Regions from separate parts of the Mus musculus genome. Here all the other regions are linked to region 1. A link is a contact called in public HiCAR-type and promoter capture Hi-C data. All regions are on one chromosome and are shown on one strand. Each heading gives the region's core, a stretch centred on a gene start, on an enhancer-like site or on the middle of the called end of the contact. The rest is flanking DNA. Distances are from core to core; before and after follow the strand shown. Region 1 holds the start of Hdac2 (histone deacetylase 2). Region 2 holds the start of Tspyl1 (testis-specific protein, Y-encoded-like 1). Region 3 holds the start of Mfsd4b4 (major facilitator superfamily domain containing 4B4). Region 4 holds the start of Rwdd1 (RWD domain containing 1). Region 5 holds the start of Traf3ip2 (TRAF3 interacting protein 2). Region 6 overlaps E130307A14Rik (RIKEN cDNA E130307A14 gene). Region 7 overlaps Tspyl4 (TSPY-like 4).

Evidence for each region. Promoter capture Hi-C pulls out the DNA fragments that hold promoters and counts their contacts. HiCAR-type assays count read pairs that join an accessible place to other places.
Region 2: a promoter capture Hi-C map of hippocampal neurons shows a contact between it and region 1, with 4 times the contacts expected there. The contact joins the promoter of Tspyl1 here to the promoter of Hdac2 in region 1. A contact is called at or near these places in 7 of 39 promoter capture datasets (the 3T3-L1 cell line, the HPC-7 cell line, cranial neural crest and 4 more) and 5 of 115 datasets of contacts at active chromatin or transcription factors (astrocytes, embryonic forebrain, embryonic hindbrain and 2 more).
Region 3: a HiCAR-type map of astrocytes shows a contact between it and region 1, with 11 times the contacts expected there. The contact joins the promoter of Mfsd4b4 here to the promoter of Hdac2 in region 1.
Region 4: a promoter capture Hi-C map of pre-B cells shows a contact between it and region 1. The contact joins the promoter of Rwdd1 here to the promoter of Hdac2 in region 1. A contact is called at or near these places in 4 of 39 promoter capture datasets (the 3T3-L1 cell line, cranial neural crest, hippocampal neurons and 1 more), 1 of 484 Hi-C or Micro-C datasets (CD4 T cells) and 1 of 115 datasets of contacts at active chromatin or transcription factors (astrocytes).
Region 5: a promoter capture Hi-C map of pre-B cells shows a contact between it and region 1. The contact joins the promoter of Traf3ip2 here to the promoter of Hdac2 in region 1. A contact is called at or near these places in 5 of 39 promoter capture datasets (embryonic stem cells, hippocampal neurons, liver and 2 more), 1 of 115 datasets of contacts at active chromatin or transcription factors (astrocytes) and 2 of 9 other capture datasets (adipose tissue and liver).
Region 6: a contact with region 1 is called in a HiCAR-type map of astrocytes, with 6 times the contacts expected there. The contact joins the enhancer-like site here to the promoter of Hdac2 in region 1. A contact is called at or near these places in 4 of 39 promoter capture datasets (cranial neural crest, hippocampal neurons and liver) and 1 of 115 datasets of contacts at active chromatin or transcription factors (astrocytes).
Region 7: a promoter capture Hi-C map of hippocampal neurons shows a contact between it and region 1, with 5 times the contacts expected there. The contact joins the enhancer-like site here to the promoter of Hdac2 in region 1. A contact is called at or near these places in 4 of 39 promoter capture datasets (cranial neural crest, hippocampal neurons, liver and 1 more) and 5 of 115 datasets of contacts at active chromatin or transcription factors (astrocytes, embryonic forebrain, embryonic hindbrain and 2 more).

The regions. Positions count from the first base shown.
Region 1 is chr10:36,973,118-36,976,320 of GRCm38.p6, forward strand. It overlaps Hdac2 (histone deacetylase 2), which reads left to right and starts at 1,427. Exons shown (of 14, transcript NM_008229.2): 1 at 1,427-1,686. The coding sequence starts at 1,635.
Region 2 is chr10:34,280,808-34,283,913 of GRCm38.p6, forward strand. Tspyl1 (testis-specific protein, Y-encoded-like 1) reads left to right here and starts at 1,383. Exons shown (of 1, transcript NM_009433.3): 1 at 1,383-3,106. The coding sequence starts at 1,474. The coding sequence ends at 2,613. All of the region lies in intron 1 of Gm26564 (a long non-coding RNA gene), which reads right to left.
Region 3 is chr10:39,897,913-39,901,045 of GRCm38.p6, forward strand. Mfsd4b4 (major facilitator superfamily domain containing 4B4) reads right to left here and starts at 1,294. Exons shown (of 5, transcript NM_001384225.1): 1 at 1,002-1,294.
Region 4 is chr10:34,017,520-34,020,880 of GRCm38.p6, forward strand. Rwdd1 (RWD domain containing 1) reads right to left here and starts at 2,097. Exons shown (of 7, transcript NM_025614.3): 1 at 1,847-2,097. The coding sequence starts at 1,919.
Region 5 is chr10:39,611,626-39,615,052 of GRCm38.p6, forward strand. It overlaps Traf3ip2 (TRAF3 interacting protein 2), which reads left to right and starts at 1,309. Exons shown (of 9, transcript NM_134000.3): 1 at 1,309-1,721. Gm16364 (predicted gene 16364) reads right to left here and starts at 2,057. Exons shown (of 6, transcript NR_152259.1): 1 at 1,859-2,057.
Region 6 is chr10:39,671,109-39,674,131 of GRCm38.p6, forward strand. All of the region lies in intron 2 of E130307A14Rik (RIKEN cDNA E130307A14 gene), which reads right to left. Among named protein-coding and RNA genes, the nearest start is that of Gm16364, 59 kb to the left of the region's middle. Within about 2 kb of position 1,668, at least 83 of the 459 cell types and tissues checked have an H3K27ac peak or open chromatin away from gene starts, as enhancers often do.
Region 7 is chr10:34,298,980-34,302,035 of GRCm38.p6, forward strand. It overlaps Tspyl4 (TSPY-like 4), which reads left to right. Exons shown (of 1, transcript NM_030203.2): 1 at 1-2,341. Among named protein-coding and RNA genes, the nearest start is that of Gm26564, 3.1 kb to the left of the region's middle. Within about 2 kb of position 1,577, at least 18 of the 459 cell types and tissues checked have an H3K27ac peak or open chromatin away from gene starts, as enhancers often do.

The DNA.
Region 1 (3,203 bases), core at 177-2,676:
CTCCCTGAAAAAAATCAAGTCTTATTTCCTACTTCCCCCGTGTTTGGTCTGGGGAAGAACAATAGTGTTTGCTTAAGCATCTCATTCTGTTTTCAAAACCTTGCATGGTTGACTTGGGAACTGATAGAGAAAATGAAGCAAACAATACTCTGTAATCAACATTAACATCAAAGCTAGCTCTCTCCACTGTGGTCCCTGACCCAACCACGTTAATCTCCCAGGGTCTTGTTAAAACTGTAGGCTTGGGAGAGAAGTGGTTGTGGTGAGGGGTACCTTGGAGTAATTCTAAGTCTCTTGGGGTTAAGCCTGGAAGATTGGTGCTTTATGTATTAAGAGTCCTGGGGATCCGAAAGTAGAAAAATAATGATTTTTGTTAGTGACTCAGTATGGTTCTTACTTCAACACCTCCTCTTAAGGGAGGAAGTAGTGTGTGCATGTAGCTGGAATTTTAAATAATAACAGTTCAGGTGTGTGAGTATTTCATTAGACAGTCAGCTTCCATCCTTTATGCATCCTTTAAGCAGGTTGGTTTAGACAGGTGCACAATAAACGCCAGGCTATTAAACACAGGGACTCCAATATTTAAACCAATTCTTTTGAATTGTCTGGCTAGAAGCACATCCAGTCTGATAAAGTAGACAAAGCACGTGGAGTCTTGAAAAGTTCGACACCCCTTCGGTCCTCAGATGACTATTATTTAGCAATTGAGAGCACTATACTCCTTCTTTTGCCCACACCTATAAGGAGATGGACATGGCACGTACATCCCAGCACTTTTGACAGCTTTAAATGGTGTTTATTACGAGCAGGTATGGATGCTGGGAACAGTGCTTATACCGAGTCCTGGAAATGCTTATTAAACCCAGGAGATACAAGGAGTCTGCCATTAACCTCTCTGTAACTCAAGAGTAGTTATCAGGAGCCAATGAGGGAGAACAAGAGAATTGAAACACGTGGGAATATCGGACCACCAGGTAGCGGGTGTGTGTGTGGGGGGAGGCAGCCCTAGGGAGCTCTCAAGCCGAGGCCCCTCGGGGTCCCCGCGGCACGTGGCGGGCTCGGGCCGGAGCGTCGCGGCGGTGGGGGAGGGGAGCGGCATGAGCCCTGGAGGAGGGGTCTAGACTGCCCGGGATTCGTTTGAGCAGGCGCGGAGTGCGCAGGCTCGGCCCAGGCGCAACCAGTGCGCGTAAGACCGAGGGGTGAACCTCACTGCTGCGCGTCCGGGTCTCTGAGCAAGGGGCTAAAGTCCGCTTGTGCGCACCTCCGGACTGTGTGTGACTACCCGTAGAAACACTACTGTCGCCCTGGCCGGTGGCGTCCACTCCGTCCCGGTCGCTCCCTCCCGACCGTAGTTGTGGTGCCCCCCTCCGCGCAGCCGCAGTGGTCGCTCCCGCCTCGCAGCCCCGCCGCCCGGAGGCCTACCCCTGCCGAGTGTCGCGCGTCGGCGCCGCTGCCTATCCCGCTCTGTGCCCTACGGCCCTCCCGGCACCCGCCGCCGTCCCGCTCCGGGCTGCCCTTGCTCCGAGGGCTGCAGCACCGGCCGTCCCCGTCAGCCCTCTTGTCTGGCCGCCGGGCCGCGGCGGGCGGGAGCAGCCGGAGGAGGAGCCGCAGCCGGGAGGCGGCGGCCTGAGCCCATGGCGTACAGTCAAGGAGGCGGCAAGAAGAAAGTGTGCTACTACTATGATGGTGAGTGGCCGAGGAGCCTGCAGCCGGGATGCGGGGAGGGCGCGGCGGGGTGTCGGGGGTGGCAGCCCGCGGGGACACCAACACGGCCTACCCAGCGGTGGCGTCTCGGGGACGCCCGCCTTCGCTCCTCTCGGGTCCTCTCGGGCACACGCAGGTTTAGGGTGCACTGCCTCTGACCGGTCTCCCGAGGAACCCCAGTTGGCACCCTGGGCCTGACTGCACAAAGCTGGCGTCCTGGAGCTCCGCCCCACGTCCCTGTCCCCTCCCCCGCTCTCCCGGTCCCCCCTTCTCGCCCCCGATCTGTCCGCGCTGCGCTTCCAGCCTCACCCGGGACCCCGGCACCCGGGTGGGGCTGCGGAGGAGTTACTGCTGGCCGGTGGCCAAGTTCGCAGAGCGGCGCTGTCTCGCTGGTGTTTTGCGTGGACTACATCCCTCGCCTTTGTTCGCGTTCTTCGAGCTCCACTTTCTCAGGGTTCAAATGGAAGGGCTGCACTTCCTCGGTGACAATTAAGGGGTTTTGAGTTGGAAGTAGGTAGGTCGTTGGGAAGTGGTAGGAGAGAGGAAGCGTGCAGTTGTTCTTGTTTGATGGGTCCTGGCATGTCTCTATGGGAGGTTATTACCTCCCCCTTCTTTGTTGCTCTTTGTTCGATCTGCTATAATACCCTGCTCTGGGGGGTTAGGAAAGAACACCGGCATCTTGCTTAGGAACTCTTCTACTGTGGTGAAGACCTTGCTGCAGGAAACTTTGAGAAGTGGACTAAATATTCACAATGCAGTGAACGGTACAAGGTGACTGTAAGGATTTTCTAATTTGGAGTATAAGTAGTAATAGTCTCTGGGTTCAGTTACACCAAATGGAATGGTGCCCTGCCTATACAGATTTCACCCAAGACATCAATAGATAAACCATTGAGAGAAGTAATAAGGAAATTTGACAGAACTTTCGAAGCTCATTGATTGAACGCTTGATCTCCACAAAGCAATATGAAATTGGGAGCGTTTTCTGTAGTTGTATTGAAGTCACAGTGTTTGGAGAGGTAGATTAGAGAACTAGGCTGAATGAAACACTTAAACTTGTTAAAATAGTCGTGCATTTTCTTGGTTTGACAGAATCTTTTAATACAAGCTTTAAATAAAATAGCCACCTGTCATTGGCTGGAAAACCAAAAACCTTACAGAAAGCTAGGCCAAAATGGAAAAGGCTGTTTTGTTTTTTGAGACAGGCTCTAAGTTGACCTGGCTGTCCTGAAACTCACTGTGTAAATGAGGCTCTAACTCATAGAGATCCACCTGCCTCTGCCTCCCAGATCCTGGGATTAAAGATATGTGCCACCATGGCCTGGCTTAATTGGAAGTTTGAGAGGACTCAAACTGTATTGCATGTTTATTTGAAGTTACACCATCATGGAGAGCAGAGATGGGAGAGCATGTCGGTTTAAACATGAGTTACATTATGACGTTGGGGTCATAGCAAAGCCCTGACCTGCATTCTCTGATCCATTGGAAATTACAGCCTT
Region 2 (3,106 bases), core at 133-2,632, 2.7 Mb before region 1:
AGAAACAGTGCAAGGGAGAGAGGAGGAGACATTATTTACCAGAACTTCACCAAAATTGGATTACAGTTTCAGAAGACCTGACATAGGCATCTGTGTCACTCTCCATCCGCAGTTACTTTTATGAGATGTGTAATTTTCTAACCACGCCATTCTTATTGGTGCGTTTACCACTGTGATAAATGCCACGTCATATAGTTCTTATAATAACCTAAGTCGGTGACCCCTTTGCTATACTAAAATCGCCACCACTACAGTAAGCTTTATAGTAAAATTGTTAAATTTTCTATTTATGTGTGTAGATGGGTTATATTGTCTATGAACTTTATCGAAAAACGTTAAATGGTGTTTTGGAAATATTTGTTATACAGAAGGTGACATTTTTCTGGTAAATTTGAATTTGAGGACCACGAATAACTACCTTCTTTTTCTCAAAACAGAAAGGAAATGAATGTGTTCTTAAATATTAATCTATTTATGGATGCGGAAAGGAGGTGGGAGAAAATATGTATCAACTTGATATAGACTATGCATTTATGCCTATGTCCTAAAGTGACGTCACATCCCGTTCAGAGAACCCGGGAATCAAATGTCCAGGGCTCAAATCATCGCTCTGTCATTTTCTATGTTATTCTGGTAAGAGACCCAGTCTCTCCTTGTCTCAATAAAATGGATATCTTAATACATCAGAGGATTGTTATGCAAACTATTCGATGCCACGGTGCAAGACACACCAGTAAAAACAATCATTAATGATGACCACAAAATCTTTTCCAAAAAGAATAATTCCCAAAGCAAACCCACAGATCTTTGTTCCCCAGTAACGTCAGAGCTTAGAATAGAACTGAGTTTTTATTATTATTTTGAGCCAACGTGTATGCAGCCCAGGTTAGCCTCCAAGTCAACGATCCTCCTCAGCACCAGAGCACTGAGGCGACAGACAAGGGCCATCACACCAAGCTAGACTTCATTATTTTTTTCAGTTCTGTGGTGGTGGTGGTGGTGGTGGTGGTGGTGGTGGTGGTGGTGGGGAACCGTGGCATTCACCTTGGTTAATACAAACATTTGGCTCCTAGCTTTGTCTAATACCAGGAGGTGTTTTTACCGTTCCACATAAGTGGAAAGGGGATGAACTTGTTTGCAGACACAGACACACACACGGCTGCAGCCCGGATGCGGGCGAAGGGTCCAGAAGCCAGGTCCAGAAGCCCCGCCACTGTCTTCAGTCTCCTAGGATGATTGACATCCCTTTACGGAAACAAACGTGACAACCGCTATCCGCTACATTTACAGAAGCCAAACAAATACGGAAGTCACGAGCTGAAGAACCAATCAGGTGCGCTGCAGGTTCTCGCGAGACTTGCGGGCTGTGGCTCTGGCGTCACTGCGCTGGAGAGAGCGAGGGGCGGAGCTGGGGTTGCGGGGGACCGTGAGGGTTGTTGTTTGTAGGCGGAGGTCTGCGCGACTAGACCCGACATGAGCAGCCCGGAGCGGGACGAGGGGACCCCTGTCCCCGACAGCCGCGGCCACTGCGATGCTGACACTGTCTCGGGGACCCCAGACCGGCGACCGCTGCTCGGCGAGGAGAAGGCGGTGACAGGTGAGGGCCGCGCAGGGATCGTGGGGAGCCCCGCGCCCCGAGATGTCGAGGGCCTTGTCCCCCAGATTCGGGTGGCCGCAGCTAGGCAGGGAGAGTCACCTCCTTCCGTTCGGGGCCCCGCGGCAGCGGTGTTCGTGACACCGAAATATGTGGAGAAGGCCCAAGAAACTCGGGGAGCGGAGTCCCAGGCCCGTGACGTGAAGACGGAACCGGGCACCGTCGCGGCTGCAGCGGAAAAGTCAGAAGTGGCCACGCCAGGGAGCGAGGAGGTGATGGAGGTGGAGCAGAAGCCCGCGGGCGAAGAAATGGAGATGCTGGAGGCGAGTGGAGGAGTGAGGGAGGCGCCGGAGGAGGCAGGGCCCTGGCACCTGGGCATAGATCTTCGCAGGAACCCGCTGGAGGCCATCCAGCTGGAACTGGACACTGTGAATGCTCAGGCCGACAGGGCCTTCCAACATCTGGAGCAGAAGTTTGGGCGAATGCGACGACACTACCTGGAACGGAGGAACTACATCATTCAGAATATCCCAGGCTTCTGGATGACTGCCTTCCGGAACCACCCTCAGTTGTCCGCCATGATTAGGGGTCGGGATGCAGAGATGTTAAGGTACGTAACCAGTCTGGAGGTGAAGGAACTGAGACACCCTAAGACTGGCTGCAAATTCAAGTTCTTTTTTCGAAGAAACCCCTACTTCAGAAACAAGCTGATTGTCAAGGAATATGAAGTGAGATCATCTGGTCGAGTGGTGTCTCTTTCCACTCCAATCATTTGGCGGAGAGGGCATGAGCCCCAGTCCTTCATTCGCAGAAACCAAGATCTCATTTGCAGCTTCTTCACCTGGTTCTCGGACCACAGCCTTCCAGAATCTGACAGAATCGCTGAGATTATCAAAGAGGATCTGTGGCCAAACCCACTGCAATACTACCTGTGTCGTGAAGGAATCCGTAGACCCCGACGTCGCCCAATAAGGGAGCCAGTGGAGATTCCCAGGCCTTTTGGCTTCCAGTCAGGTTAATCTTTGCATTTGAAAATGCGGCCGGAACTGGTCCCTTCTCACCTGTGCTTGAGCAAATGCAACGGGTATGCAGTGTTTTGATTTCTTTCCTCCTGACTTTTCTGCATCTTCTATCTGGATAGTCTCCACCTCGAGATTAAGACTGGACATGCTTCTGCTTTCCCATGGCCTTCATGCTGTTCTGAATTAGTATCTGCTGGTTCACGGCCCTGGCTTATACCCTTTCTAAGCTCAACAATGAAACTGTATGTTACACTGCCTTTACACTGTTTGGACCCTATTGTTTTCAGTCTTACCTGTTTACTGCCACCTAGATGTCTTGCTTTAACTGGGGGCCCTTCTATTTATCTGTTCATCATGTGGCAACGTGGACACAGAGTTTTTGGACAGTTGCTGAGCCTAAACATTGAAGGAGTGGGCCACTGTCTGTGTGATTTTTTTTTTTTTTTTTTTTGGCACCACTTTCTAGGTTATATCACACTCCATTGTGTTT
Region 3 (3,133 bases), core at 44-2,543, 2.9 Mb after region 1:
ACACAGCTGGGTGAAAGCCTAGCATGAAGTCCTGGGCCAGCCAGCGCCCTGTACGTAATAAACAAACAACAAAACCTGATTGTGCTGCACTGTTCTGCTCCAACCCACGTGTGGTTTCCCTGCCCCAAGCACCAGCAACCAAGAACAAAGACCAGGAGCACACAGGGCCACAGCATGTTCATTCAGATCTTCCTGCAATCACTTGCAATACCTGTTACACACGAGGGGCTCCAGTACCTGCAACGCTTTCTTTCTTCCCTACTTTCCCATCAAAATAATTTTAAGAAACTGAAGCTCCAATTGAGGGACCAGAAGGGACTCCGTCAAAGGTTTAGCTCTCATAGCACTCGAGTCAAAAGTTATCACTTTAGGTCAGTGGTTTATAGCTTTCATCCCAGCACTCAGGAGGCAGGGGCAGGAGGATCTCTGAAATTTGAGACCATCCTGATCTACACAATGAGTTACAGCCATCTGGTCCACAAAAGGACATTTCGGGTCAGCAGCAGGTGCTACACTGGGGAACACTGTCTTTATGGCGTTTTTAGTTCTTGCACTTGAGTGAAGAAAATCATTTAAGTATCTAAAGGCTTGATTTAAATAGGGCCGTGTACAGGGTAAGCAACATGTCCTTGATACTATCATTTAACCAGAAAAGCCACTTTCTTCTCTGGGCCCTTTTTTCCATCTGCGAAATAAAGCAGTTGGTTGGATTTGGTCAGGCCCCCTCAAAGCTGCTTTTCTGGGATCAATTTAGAGCTTCAGTGAGTGGGTGAAGGGGAGCAGGCTCCCCATCTTGTATCTCCCCGTTTTCCGGAGGAAACTTAGCTTGCTCGTGCTGGAAACGTATTAATTTTGCCCGTTTTTCCAGATGACAGAACTGAGACTCAGGAGGATTAACCGATATACACCAGGGGTCACGCACGATGCAGGGCACTGAGACCACGTTCCCTGCAGGACGCTTGCTCCAGCCGTGGCCTGGAGGGTTTGGGCCCAGCTCTCACCAGCCCCAGGAAGGCGGCACAAAGCACCACGGTGGTGAACCAGCGCAGCACGCTTTGGGCACGGCCTTTCCGCACGGAGGCCACCGCTTCTGACTCATTCTCTGCGCCCGGGCCGGCTGGGAGGAGCCGCTGCCCTCCCGCCCCTCCGAACTCCAGCTCCAACTCCAGTGTGGCGGCTCCACCTGCCGTGCTCCGTGCACCAGGCCTCCGGTGTGCAGGGAGGTGCCCGGCCCCGCCCGGCCCGGGAGCCAACAACGCCAGGACCTGCCCGCGCGAGCGTGACCTGGGAGCGGAGCCTCCCCGCCGCGCAGGCGCGGTGTCCCTCACGGTAGCAGAGCGCCTGCATGGATCACAGGCCGGAAATAAAGCCGCCGGCCAATCAGGAGACTTCCTCAAACCGGAAGTTGATGTGGTTGCCTTGGGGATCGGACAGCCTGGCCCAGGTGAGAAGTCTCAATTAGGTGAGTTTCCCCGGCCTGGGGAATGTAGGCCAAAGATGTACAAGCTGCAACCCATGCACAAGACGATCCAAAGTTGCAAAACGTTGGAAGAAACCCGGCCTGGAACTGCAAGATGGCAACTTCCGCAGCCTCCTGGGTCACCTGGAAACCCGAAGGTCTTGTCTCTACATGATTTACAAACTGTTGCCCTTGCTCCTTAGACGTACAAGAATGTTGAACGTCAGCTTCTCACTGAACAGATAGTTATGGATCCTTACGTGTAAACTCACACGTGAAGTATCTCAGTTAGTTTACACAACACTCAGAATCCCACCGCAGTCCCATCTATAAATAGGAATATTAGGTTAGAGTAGCAGCTTCTAAAGGCCAGACAACAACCCGCTGGCCTTTACTGAATGGTGAAACAATAGCTAAAGAAAGAATCTGGGACAAAACGAGTTGCATGCACTTGCCTGTAAGACCCCCGAAGCTGGGCCTCCGCTCAAGTCCTGGGATGAGCTGGCCAGCACCTCAGTGACTCGAGAGAAAACCACACCTGATGCAAACTGCAAGAGGTTTTATTATCAGCTAGCTGAGGACGATGTCCCGATGTCCCTCCTCCGTGCAGGGCAGGGGAGTTTGACCCTTAGTGGTAACAGTAGGGGGCTTTTAACAGCTAGCTGAGGAATTGGGGAGGAGTTGGGAGGAGTTGGGAGGAGAGTTCTTCTCTTCTGGGTATCCTTGGTGAAATTTATAAGGCAGGAGTGGGGAGTGAGTTCTTTCTGAATTTTTATCTCCGTGTCCTCAGCACAGGAAGGCAGGCATCTCTGGTTGTAAAGTATAGAAACAAAGGCTTTTTGCTGGCTATAGAGAACAAAGAGCTTCTTTCTGGCTGTATTTTTAGAGATCAGGGAAAACAAGCTTGGGGAACGTCCAGGGGCTTTACCTTCCTGGGAGAAACGCTCTAAATCGGGTCCCACATGCCCACACTTATTTTAACCTGCAGGCAATTCCATTGTTGAATGGACTTGGACATCAGTCTGTCTTTGCCAAATAGCTATGCTAGCTGAAAAAGGAAAACCGTGTTCTTATGTGACTACAGATTTGACCACAGGGACCATAGCCTCAAATGTTATCACATTCTATTTTTTATCTGAAGTTCTTTTCCACTTACACTTCTGTCTCTGATATCCCTTCTTACTTAGACTCCCAAGCTACTACAAAACTTGGTCTTGTTACCCATAAACCAACTTTCTATCTTCAATCATACGATCATTAACTTCTTCCCTGTTTGTCTCGGAAAGGTTTCTTAAATTGGCGTCCAACTCCTCTCCATTCCTACTCTGCTTGTCTTCATTTCTTGCTTAGACTATTTCAGATGTTTTCTGATTGGCCTCAAAGTGTGTGTTTTGAAATTTTTAGTGGGACCTTTAGAACACAAAAATTTTAAGGGCAGATGGCCTAGTCAGGGAGGAGAGGCTCTTTTTCCCGTGAAGGTTCTATGCCCCAGTATAGGGGAATGCCAGGGCCAGGAAGCAGGAGTGGGTGGGTTGGTGAGCAGGGGGAGGGGGGAGGGGATAGTGGGTTTTCGGAGGGGAAACTAGGAAAGGGGATAACATTTGAAATGTAAATAAAGAAGATATCTAATTTTTTTAAAAAAGAAAAAATACATTGTATCATAAACATTTTTAA
Region 4 (3,361 bases), core at 847-3,346, 3.0 Mb before region 1:
GAGAGCCAATTCCTTCCTCAGACTGAGCAGTTGCCAAATCTAGTATTAAGTAGGATATAAAATGAAGTAAAAACCTGCAAACTAGCCGGGTGGTGGTGGCGCATGCCTTTAATCCCAGCACTTGGGAGGCAGAGGCAGGCGGATTTCTGAGCTCAAGGCCAACCTGGTCTACAAAGTGAGTTCCAGGACAGCCAAGGCTATACAGAAAAACCCTGTCTCCAAAAACCAAAAAGTCCTACCTTTTCCCTAAAAGGTTTCAAAAAAAAAAAAAATACCAAGAGCAATACAAAATCCCTAAGAACAATTAATCAAGATTGTTTTTATTGCAAAAATGTGTATGGATGCAGAAAGGAATTACAAGCAGGCTCAGCAGGTTGCTATGGAATAGGTGAGTGCATCAAAATAATCGTAAGTCGTCATTTGTTACCCTGGCTCACTCAGGCTCCTTATGCACTTGTACATCTGACAAGAATTCCATATACTACTACTACTGGGACCTAGCAAAATTCAATACAATACTGCTTTAAGACATAAAAAATGTGCCATTGTAAGACACACATGCGCGGAACTTAGTGAAGGATAACCTAATATTTAAGACAAGTTAAAAATACTGTATGCCTCATGCATTTTTGTTTCTGCCTACAAAGGGTTCATGCCTATTATATTTCTAACGTGCTAGAAAGGTCTAAACATCGTAATTCAGACTATATCGGACAACTGACACTAGCGCTTTATTTTAGTTTGACACTGACATATAAGCAAGGATAGAGAAGGAAGCCAGACTCCACACATACACTCACCCAGGTAATGACACTCTCAACCCCCTCTTCACTCATCCCTTAACATCCGCAACACAGCTGTATTGCTGGTGCGAGAGAACATGAACTCGACTGGAGCTACACAGGAGTAGCTGAGAGACATCTGCCTGTTGGCAAAGCAGAACAAAATTTGCTTCCATTGCAAAAAGTTGGTCAAAAAGTGAAGCCAAGAAAGAAAACTAAGCTAAGCAATGAAAGGGATGGTTTAGGATTTAAAGTAATATGCCTTGGGTTCTTAATTCAGACACTAAGTAATACTTGACAACACTTGGAGGAAGGGTTGTGGAATGTAAATCCCATCAATCCCCAGCCTACGTTCATACTGACTTTACCTTGAGTGCTTCCCTAATTTGAGAAGACCCATAGATAGGTTTTCCATGGAAACAGACTCACAAGGAAAGATTCTACTAATGAATTTCCTGACGGATGCTTTCCCTTAGACCCAATCAGCTCTTCCTACATCTAAGCTGAGGCTGAATCCTTAACCGAAGTCTTCAGGATGTAAGAACTAAGGACCTCTGGCTGGAGGAGGGAGAGCACAAGCCACTTGCCTTCCCTGGGCCTCCAGAACCTCGACGACGTCTAAGATACCTAAGAACCACAGCGACCACATCGTTCATCAGGCATTCTGCAGAATGCCTGATCACTCTTATAGAGAGAATAAGACATCCCCGAGTGTGCTGCTCTCAAAAGCCAGCATCCCAATCTTCTCAGCAGGGAAAACAGCTGCTACTTCACCAGAGCTTAAAATAGGAGGTAAAGGGGGGACATTAAGCGGCTCTGGAGAAACTCATCGCACTGCTAGTTCCCCCCACCCCCCGCGTGCTTCAGTGAATCTCGGATGACGGAGGTTACGCGAAACCAAAGCGGTCAGGACCAATTCCAGGGCCTCCGCAGAGCCACCCGGACCTTCGGATTTCAGGACAGTGGGGAAGGAAGCAGGCGAGTGCTGGAAACTGTCTGGAGAGCGGCAGGAAGGGCCGCGGGGCCCCGGCCTCCGCCCCGGAGCAGGAGGCCGCCAAAGTCACCTGTGAAGGAGTCGGGGTAGATGGACTCCAGAGCCTCCAACTCGTTGCGTTGTTCCTCGCCGTAATCTGTCATCGTGGCCCGCGTTGTTGCCCGTGCATCGGCGCGACTCCCTGGCGGCGGGCTGCAGCGGACACCGCGGCCGCCGGCTGCCGGGCGGGCGCACGCGCAGAGTCGGAGTGGAAAGGCCTGGAGCCACGCCTGGCACGGATTGCTGAGAAACAGCCCCGGCTCCGCGGGCCGCCCGATCCCCGCGTCGGAGTTCGACTCATCGCGCCTGGAATGCCGGCCGCCGATTCGCTGCCTGTCTGCGACGGCTCGGGATTGGCTGGGGGGTGACCGCAGCCCGCCCGGCGTTCGGGAAGGACAGCTACTGCCCGCTGCTGGGCTTTGCTGGCTTCTGATGGAGACGCCTGGCAGAGAGGCATCGCCATTCTGCGCTCGATGTGTCTGGTCTGAGTCTCGCGCAGGGCGTGGTAGTGGCGCCGAGGGCGGGGCGCGGAGGTCCAAGGGCTTCCGCTTTTCCGCGTTCCTAAACCACGTTTGTCGCCCAGAGCAGCCTGTGGGCGACAGCCAGCCCGGCTTCTTGGAACTTTCAATGGCCTGATCTGTGCAGACTCCTGGAAGCCGAGCTGGGACTTGGGGTCGGGGTTCGTCCAGAGGTCTGTCCCAGGAGGAACCCGGGAGGAAGGCTGAAAGTCGAACCAGAGGTTCTTGCACCTCACTTTAAAGTTGTGAAATAAGTGAGGCGGAAAAATTGACCTAAAGACTTGTTCAGTTGTTATTTCAGCGAACAGATAAAGGGGCGGATCTTAGTGACAGATTTGACTTTGCCAAAACTACAATAAGATACCGGAAAATAATACCTTTGATTTAGCTCTACTTCTGCTGATAGATTTGACAGCTTCAAGTCTATCACTACAACCAAAATGTCAAATGCCGTAACGGCAAAACTAAGAAAACAGATAAATATGTCTTCTTTTTTAATGAACACTAAATAGTTACTTGGTTTATATTTGTTTATAATAAAGGAACACGTACTAGCCTAAACAAAATGTGGGGAAATGTACCTCGGGAAGAATACCCCAAACATACTAAAAATGTTTCCCCAAATTTCTCTACCTTCCTTGTGTATTAAAGCTGGCTTTACTTGTATTATGCAGGTTCCATAGATGGGCTTTTTTGGCTTTGGCTTTGTGGTGATTGTTGCTGTTGCTTGCTTGTATCTTGCTTACTAGCCAGGATTGCCAGAACTCGTGTTACCCCTACCCTGGCCTCAGTGGTGCTGAGATTGTAGGTGTGAGCCACAGTGCTCCAGTTACACAGAAAGAGTTTTTTGTTTTGTGTTTAATTAGCAAGTATTCCTTACTTACAGTAAAGGAAATGCATTATGTCAAAAGTATTATGGTTTCTTGTTTTAAATAGATTAAGGGTTGCTTTTTGCCTTCTTTTAAACTTTAAAGGGGAGAAAAGGAAACTTCTGAGATGAGGTAGCATTTCAGATATAAGCTGCATAT
Region 5 (3,427 bases), core at 59-2,558, 2.6 Mb after region 1:
ATTTAAGGACAGCTATGAGAAATGAGTTCATCTTCTCTCCTCTACCACCCCTTCCATGCCTTCCTTTCCTGTTCTCCTTTCAATGCTGACAGCTGCCCCTCCCCAATTACCCTCGTTTCAGCCACTCCACAAGGAGTGTTGTTTTCCCCCAACCCCTAAGATCTAATAATAATGTTCGAGGCAGAAAGTTCAAGGCTGAGCTAATAAATATGGGACTATCAGGCCTGTGTTACCAGGCTCAGCTACAGCCATTTCTGACGTGATGATCCAACAGGTATACAGTGACTGCCTACAATGTCATAAGCAGTGTCCTACATGCTGGGGACACCTCTCTCTCTCTGTCACTACATATATATATATATATTGTCAAGAATAATGTTTTATTAAATAATTTCTCAAAGCCACCTTCCCATGTTTGTACAAATAATACAAATGAATACAAATTTTCATTGTTTTAACAGCTAAGTAGTACTTCATTGTAAGAACACACCACAATGTGTACCACTTTATTATAAAGTTTTAAAAACAAGCCACATTCCCTTTGTTTATAATGTGTGGTACAACTTTAAGTGTAATACTTAGGCAGACCTGGGGCAATCTGATTGAGGACATTTTGGGCAATGTTCCCTATGCAAGAGTGGAGAGACTGGACTGGCTCAGTCTGAGACACTTTCTATGGTAGAGGGGGGAAGTTCAGTGGCTGCGATCAGTGCTGGCTGGTGGCCTGAGAGTTCACACCCGGACTGGCTCCCATCACCCTCCAGTGCTTTAGAAATAACCTGGATTTATATTACCCACACATAGCATGGTGCCATTGTTCTGCCTCCAGGATCCCTGTCTGTGCAATAAATTCTGTAGTGTACTGAATAAACAAAGGGAAAAGAAAGAAATAAACTTAAGATTGTGAAATGAGAGCCAGGCAGTGGTGGCACATGCCTTTAATCCCAGCGTTAGGAGGCAGAGGCAGGGGGATTTCTGAGTTCGAGGCCAGCCTGATCTAGAGAGTGAGTTCCAGGACAGCCAGGGCTACACAGAGAAACCCTGTCTCGAAAACAAAAACAAACAAAAAAGCAAAACAAACAAAAACCCAAATCAAAAGATTGTGAAATGAGAAGTCAGAGGTGTGTGTGTGTGTGTGTGTGTGTGTGTGTGTGTGTGTGTGTGTGTGATACAGTCCTGCACAGGGCTGTAGGCAGTGAATCCTTTGCCCCATAGTTACAGGCAGCAAATCTGTTTTGGTGAGTTAAAAAACACAGTTAAAAGTTCTTGCTTCATATTCCCTCCCATTATCAGGCCCAGGCTCGTTTGAAGCTGCTCAAGAATAAGCAGTGTGAAGACCGCAAGTTCTGTCTCCGGGAGACACCTTCTCAGGCGCTGCAGTAACCCAGAAGCCCGGGGCATTCCTCACAGTTTCTTATCTGGGTGGTAAAAGCAGGATGCAGCCTAATTGGTTGCTGGTTCTCTCTGGTGAACGCAAGAGGTTTCTGTTTTAAGAAATAAAGTGACTTCTTGGCGGTTGATTCACTGCCCCACGGGGAGAGGCTGAGCAGAGGCTTCCTCTCCGTAGAGATTTGCATACAGCATCCACTTCCTGCTCGAGAGCCTGCTCCACCACTTACCTGGGACTGGAGAGGGCGAGGGAGGTCTGAGCGGCCCAAGGTGGATCCCCGTGAGCAGAGCCAGCGACCACCCCCTGGGCCGTCTGTCGGTGGCGATCTTAGGTAAGTGAACTCACTGGTGCCTGGCTGCTCTGACCTCTTTAACCACTGGCCGGCTTTCCAGTCCACTGGCTTCTCTGTTGCCACAAGGTCCTGATCTCACTTCCCTCCGCCCTCCGCCCTCATGCCCCCACCTTTACCTTGTCCATCTGGAGGCCAGTTTGAGCTGAGACTGTGACAGAGTTCCAGCAGGAATGTGGCGCCAGTTTAGGGTTTCTCTCGGGCAGGCCTGGCTGAGTTTAACTCTATAAGGAGAGGCACACAGCACTACACGCTGCCGGGTTGGAGTTTTCAGTACTCATAGTCAGCCATCAAGAAATCAAAGTACGCAGTGAGTTCAGGGCCAGCCTGGGTGACGTAGCAAGAACCTGTCTTTAAAAACGAATCAAAACTGTTTCTCCAAGGAGGGAGCCATGGTAGAAAGGATTAAGTACTTGGCTTTCAGCCCAAGACACGTCAGGGACTGCGGGAAGGCCAACTCCCAGTTTTTCTCTATTTTATGCTGGGGGAAAATACCAGCCTCACATTCTTGGGTCAGAAAGTGCTCGCCGCCCCCCCCCCACATTCCCCCCCCCCCCAGGCCTCCATTTCCTTTAGCCAGTGGTTTGCTGGGTCTGGATGGTGCTGGGGAGGCCAGAGAAGAAACACTGGATCTTGGAAGCTGCCTTCTCTGTGACTTCCTAGTTCACAGTGGCCTCTTAGACTAGAGACTTTTTCTAAGGGTGTCGTGGAAAGAAACCAAATTAGTAATTGAAAAAAGCAGAAAACGTGCTTCCAAGTTCTCCCTCCACTTTGGTGTGGGTGCATCTCTTAGGCAATTCTCTTTGGCTCCCAGATGCCTGGATTTCTTCATCCACAAAGTGTGTGTGTGTGTGTGTGTGTGTGTGTGTGTGTGTATACATATGTGTGCACTCACACACTAACATGATTATGTCTAAATTCTTTTCTAAGAAACCAAGGCCAGGGTAGTCCCAGAAGGGTACTACCATAATGGGTGGTCTCTAAAACTTGTTTTGTTTACTGATTACTACACATATATATTTTACCCCTGCTACTAGTGCATTAGGAAGGCCTTTGCTTCTATTTTTCCAGCCCCCAGAACCTGGCATGTCATCAGATGCTGTAGAGGCACTCAATCTTGCACGTAAACTTTGAAAAAAAGTTTTTTTTTTTTTTTTCTCAGTTTCCCTCATCTGCTTTCCAGGGTGAAGGTCAAGCAGCTGTCAGGGCAGGCAGCCTGTGGTGGGGTGGTGGGGTGGTGGGGTGTTGGGGTGTTGGGGTGGTGGGGTGGTGGTGAGGTGGGGGTGGGGTAGCAGCTGCAGCTCTGCAGGAGAGCAGCCTAGAATCCAGCCATCATTTCTGGCTTTAACCACGCAGGGGGAAATGGGATTTCTTGAATTTAGCTCATGTCCCATGTGTTTACTGAGAGTCAAGGCAGGCTCCAGAGCTGGCAGACGATCCTGCTGCAGAGGCCAGGAGCTGGATCGGAAGGCACTCCAGGCCCCAGCAGTCCGTGTGTGGGCCTTTAATGGGAGGAGGGGAAAGGGAACAGAGCAACCACCCAGCACCATGTAAGGCTGGTGACTATGATTAGAGTCATCACCAGCTGGCAGATACGCTGGGTTCTTAACCTTTTCCAAACCACTGCTTTAAGAAACGTTATTATTGTTTCTTTTGAGCAACTACTTACTGTCAATACAGTTCCAGGA
Region 6 (3,023 bases), core at 418-2,917, 2.7 Mb after region 1:
GTGCCCATTGTTCAAAGCTATACTGAATTGTTCAAACTACTAGTGACGCTGTTATCTCTCGGCAGTAATATTATTGTGATATTCACTTAAGCGTTCTTGCTTCTTTGTAATCCACTAAGTTTGTATGATTAAGTCTTTAATTCAGGCAACAGTGACCCTCTGCTTTGTTGTACTCTTATAAGGGAAATATTTAAAAGACTTGGACCTCATACAAAAATCTACACGGCCGACCTTTTAGAAGGTTCTACCCAGCCACCCCGCTGACTAGATTCTGAAGTTACCTTCTTACTCACAGCACTCTGGCCCCTGGATTCCCCTGCCTTCCCTCAAACATGCCAGACTGATGGCTCTCACAGACCTTTACAGGACCTGATCCTCTGCCCAAGGGGAGGACTCTCTTCAGACTCTCTGCAACCTCACAGACACCATCTCCTGTACCCTGATTTTCTTCACAGCAGCCATCAGCATCTGGGGCAGCTCTGCCTGCCAAGAGTGGCTCACTTTCCTGAACATGTGGTATGACTACACTTTCTGGCCCTCTGTAGCTGGCTGTAACCCTATGGCTTCTTTTGGCCCTGAAAATGAGAGACATGCCATGTATCAGTTATAAGCTTTGAGAATCCGTGTATCATTTGATATTCTCCCTAAGACTAGCCTTACCCCCTGGTGGTTCTCTGGATGGCCTGGGTGCCATGTGGAAGTGACCCAGAGGAAAGTCCCTCCTTCTGACCTTCAGTGACCACTCTTTGATGAGGACTAAAACTTTTTTTTGCTTCAACCTCTGAGATACAAGCGTGTTTACTGCCACCAACCAGTGTAATGTACCCTGACTAACATATTTATCTGTTTTCTGTCTCTCCTCTTTAAATTTTTATCTATATAAATATAGGACTCAGCCGGGCGTTGGTGGCGCACGCCTTTAATCCCAGCACTCGGGAGGCAGAGGCAGGCGAATTTCTGAGTTCAAGGCCAGCCTGGTCTACAGAGTGAGTTCCAGAACTGCCAGGGCTACACAGAGAAACCCTGTCTCGAAAAACCAAAAACCAAAACCAAAAAATAAATATAGGACTCTGTTCCCTGCTGCATCCCCAGTGTCTAGAATAGTGGACACAGGTTCTATTCTCAGCATTAGCTGGACAGCTGCATGAACCATGGCTTGATCACACTGTGTGAGACAGGAGATTTAACAATGGCAGGTAAATCTAACCCTGTAAAGATTAATTCTACAGAAATGTCCATTCAAGCTAATGGAAACCCATTTCAAGATCCCAGGGTCTAAAAGGAGAACTCACCTTCAAGTAACAGAATATAAAGTGGCCCAAACTGTAAGGATAAATGGAGATCTAGCACGAAGCTGGGGGTGTGGGGGCAGGTGTCGGTGACAATCTAACTAACAAGGATTAGCAGTGTTTGTGTCAAAGCTGAATGCTGCTGTGGTTCCCTTTCCCGGTGTGGACATTAGCATTCGAAATGAATGGAGCTTCACAGAGCCAGGATTTTCTCTGCCCTTATCATAAACTGGCCTGTGAGCCCCTCCGAGGACTCCCCCTAAAGCTGTGTGGGCTTTTGTGAGCTGCTGCCCTTTCATGGGCTTCCTCCTCATGTGCCTGCATTGGGACAGGGATAATGCATTTCCTGTATCATGTGGCACAGCACAAGGAAACTCTTTGTGTCCCTACAGAGGAAGAGTCCATCTGTAAGTAGTTTTTAAGAGTGTACTGAAGGGTCTTGTTAGGGTGACTTACTCTCCCAGTTAGATTTGGGTGATGGAGTGGACCACGTGACAGACATGCATAATGAGCTGCTTCAGCTGCTGCCAGTGGGAAGCAGGGACTGTGGAGTGAGAGTCTCACAGTCATTGAGAGCAGGACCAGTCAGGAGAGGTGAGCCTCCTTCTGAGTTGCCTTTTCCCACTGCCACAATGTTCCAGTGTTATGAGGCTTCTGCGTTTACTGGTTTCTCACAAAGCAACTGCCTTTCCAGTTAGTTCCTAATTCAAACTGGAAATGCATGATTTCTGTGCAGTTCCCTAAAGAGCAAGCATTAGCAAGATGGGTCGGCAATCATTCACGAAATGCATTTGGAAGGAGTCTTTCCATGTTTTGTCATGAAAACAGGAAATGCATCTTATCCCAGAATGAGAAGGCTGGATCTGGGTTTGCCTTTTCCAAACTATCTCTTTTCCTCCTCCTTGTATTTTCTTTTCTCTATTCCAATGATTCCCTTCCCTCTCCTTATACACTAGTAATTAATCTCCTAATGACTATGACAAGGCACATCACTGGTTGCACACTTTCTGTGGGTGGTACACAACAGTGACTTACAAACTTCAAACCACCGGCTCACAACTCTATTACTGAAGTGGCCCACCTTGAAGTTAACTTTGGATGCGTCTGGTGGTGCTGAGGAAATGGGCGAGGGGGCGGCTAACGCAGCCATTCTGCTCTGACCTGACCTTTGATGTGACAAGTTCATGGATCAATGATACATCTGATAGCAAATCCAAATCCACTACAGCTGCTGAGATGGCTCAGAGAGGACTGTCAGGAAAAGGACTGACTGGGTAGGAGGCAGGAACTGAGTTGGACCTTCAGGCACAGGTATGTTTTAGGTGTTGAAAGCGCAAAATACTCTATTAGAGATCAGAAAAGTGTGACATTTTGACTGACTTCAGCTTTTTTTGTGACACCCATCTTCATAGCCTCAGTTTTTCAACTAACTACACATGTCAGCTACATAAGTCATCTAAGGAAGGTTTTTAAATAGTCATCAAATGTTTGTAATTGGCAATTAATCACAGCAAAGATTACCAAGACTCCACAGCTGTGAGCTTTATGCTGGCTATAAAGATGGGGGAATTATTTGTCCAGTGTACCAATGAGTGTCGCAGATCAGTGCTGCAGAATGGGAGGAAAACAGAAAATAGGCTCTGAGAAAGGACAGCACAGGCTTCCAGTAGCTTTGGAGGCCTCCTTTGGACACTTTAAAGTATGTCACTTTCACATTGGTGGCTTTAGAGACTT
Region 7 (3,056 bases), core at 327-2,826, 2.7 Mb before region 1:
CCAAGTCACGTGCTGTAGTCTGTACTTCGTTCTTTGCATGGCTTGGTCCCTGTCTGTGACATGATCTTTTTTTCATTTTTTTTTTTAAGTGGTTCTCTGCCACAAGAAAGCTTGACACATTCTTACCAAGAACTAGCCAGGCTTCATACTTTCTGCTGTGTTCCCGATATCTATGTACTGTGAAGAACCGTGAGTTTCACCACTGCAAGATGGAACTGTACCCCAACCCAGCCATTAGCCCAACAGGACATTCCAGGCTATTGCCAACTGATCCTAGCTGTCTTCCTGGGCCTTTGCCTTTTACCCTGCTTGTTATCTCTACAACAAGCAGGTGGCTGGTGGGTATGAGTGAAGTAACAGGCGAGGAATGTTTTCTGTCACCTCATTGGTCTTGTACCGTTGGTTGCTGTGCATTGTGATCAGCTACTGGTGAGTATGGAAGCTTGTGCAATTGCCCACTAGTTCTCTCCTGGTTGAGCTTTGCACAGGCCCAAGTGGTTCCTCAGGAACTATCTAAGGACCTAAGTTCCTAGGCAGCACACAGATACCCCCTGCTGTACCAGTTCCCATGGCTCAATTAGCTGCTGGGCAGGATCTGTAGTCTCACGTGGCAGTGCCCAAAGCAAAGCTGAAGTGGCTCCCTTCCAGTGGTTAGTTCTGAGCCCTAACCAACAAATTATTCCTTATCCAGGCACCTTTGATAGGTAACTACTCCTCTTCCTGTGTTCACACCCACTCTGGTTAAGTCAAAGTTGCCTAGGTTTGGGTAGTTAGAAATTGTTTGTGGCCCACAGGCCTTGCTATACCTTTTTCTCTTTGGCTCTTCTCTTTTCACCTCCCCCCAACCCCTTTTCTTTTTAAGGCAGTTACAGCCCAGAGACAGAAAAAACAAAAGACAGCAGGCTTTTTATTTGCTCTCCCCTTGGTTGTATGCAGGCTGGGAAAGGTACTGTAAAGTAGACTCCAAATCTCTCACTGCCCTGACTATTCCACCCTTCTCATAGCAAGGGAGACCACCTCCACTCTTCCCTCCATTCTACTAGGTGCTGTGTCTTTAAGCTCTAGTTTGGGAATCTGAGAGAAGAGAAAGAAGAGTCTCAATGACAGACCCTGTGCCTGCCCTGAGCAGTCTGTGAATGAATGCACCTAGCCCACGTTTCTAAAGGACAGCAGTTCTTTTGTGGGCCTCAGCCTGTAGAAATGACCAGAGAGCAACAATGTGCGACATCTTTGTTGTTTGCCTGATCTTGGCCCTTACCTGTCAGGTTTTGAATGTCCTTCCATGTTTCCATCCTAACAAAGAAGGAAGCAGGCTGTAGAGTGCATTGTGGGAGGGAGACCCCAAGCCTCTTCTCAGGGATGTGGGGATGTGAGGGGTCTGGATTTGCAGGACATGCTCCATTGAATTTGCAACAGCGCTGTTGTGGCTTCTGCCGCTGCAGCCCTCAGGCATTCCCTTTCTGATTGAAAGACCTTGTTGAAAGCTTCTCCAAAGCTCGTAGGTCTGGATACCTTCGTTGGAGGCTGGGAATTTTAAGAGGAGGACTAGAGGGAAGAGCCTGTTGCAGAGTGAGTTTTTCTAGGTCTGCTGAGATGATTGACACATGGAGGGAGCAGGGTTGGGGGCAGGGGTCCCTGAAGCACATTCCAGTGCAAGGAGGTGGGGGAAGGGATCAAGTGGGTTGGGATTTAAAAAGAGACGCTTGGAGGATATTCCTTAGTTTGTTCTAATTTTCAACTCCACCAGTAGATGTTAGTAAACAGATGTAAGTCTGAGTGAGCCTTGCCTGGGGAGATCAATGGTGTGCACTCCTCATTCCACTGCGCTCGATCCTAGTCCCCCCTGTCAGCTCACTGGCAGGATTGATGTTTACAAGCCTGCCTTTTACTGATCATTGAGAACAAGTGCAAACATTTGAATTTCTGTCAGTTGCAGTATGAAGACTCCTGGGAACACTCACTACTAGATTAACTTGTTCTGGTGTCTCTTCATGTATAGCTGTATTCTTAGAAGTTCAATCCGCACAATGATCTCTGAAGTCTGAAGACTTTTTGAAAACTGTTGCTATGTCTTGTAAAAGTGGTTTCCAAAAGACAAATGTAACTGTCCTACTGATATTTCTTGCTGTAGTAAGTAAGTAACACTTGGCATTATCTTCTTAACCCGTGTAAGGACTAGAACTGCTATCAACTAAACGAGGATATTAGTCCTTTGTCTTCTCCTGTGTGCTCAAAGGAAAGATAATGTTACTGTTATATTTCTCGTCTGCACCAAAAATAAATAAATAAATAATAAATAAATAAATAAACAAACAAATAAATAAATGTGAATAAAAAGCTCTATGCTGTCTGGGTGAATGTACAGTTGGGCAATGATGAAGCATTTCACTTTTATTCACAGAACAACATGAACTGAGCAGACCAAAAATGATTCTTTTTTCCTTTTTAGCCAGCAGATGAGAGACTATCTGAACTGGTTTTGAGGCTGCACAGAGAGTAACTAGGGGAGTTGGGTGTGGTGGTACAACCTGTGACTCCAGCTCTTGGGGGCCGAGGGAGGAGGAGCTGGAGTTCAAAGCCAGCCTGGGCTCTAAAGCAATGCACAGGCAGCTGAGCTATGCACAAGGTATACAATAAATATGTACATACATAGCATAAATCTTATATAAGGACTGTATCAAAGGTAGGAAGGAAATTAGGATCTGAAATGGAGGAAGAAAAACAAATGCAAGGGAATGGAGCAGGCCCAGGGCTGCAGGAACGAACCAGCTGTTTTCACAAGTGACATCAGGGTCTAATTTCCAAAGATAAAGCAGAACGACGCCATGTTAACCTGCGGCAAGTGAGTGGCGCTGTCTCCTCAGAAGGACAATACCTTTGTCAGATTAAAGCTGAAAATAAAGGGAATGGTGGCACATTCCGACTACCTCTAGGACAGGAAAAAGGCAGAGACCACCAGAGATGGTCCACTTGCAAAAGAAAGCAGGGTTTCTCTCACATCTCTGGGACCAGAAGTAATTATAGTCAGCACGACCTGCCTCAGACTACCCAGTTAC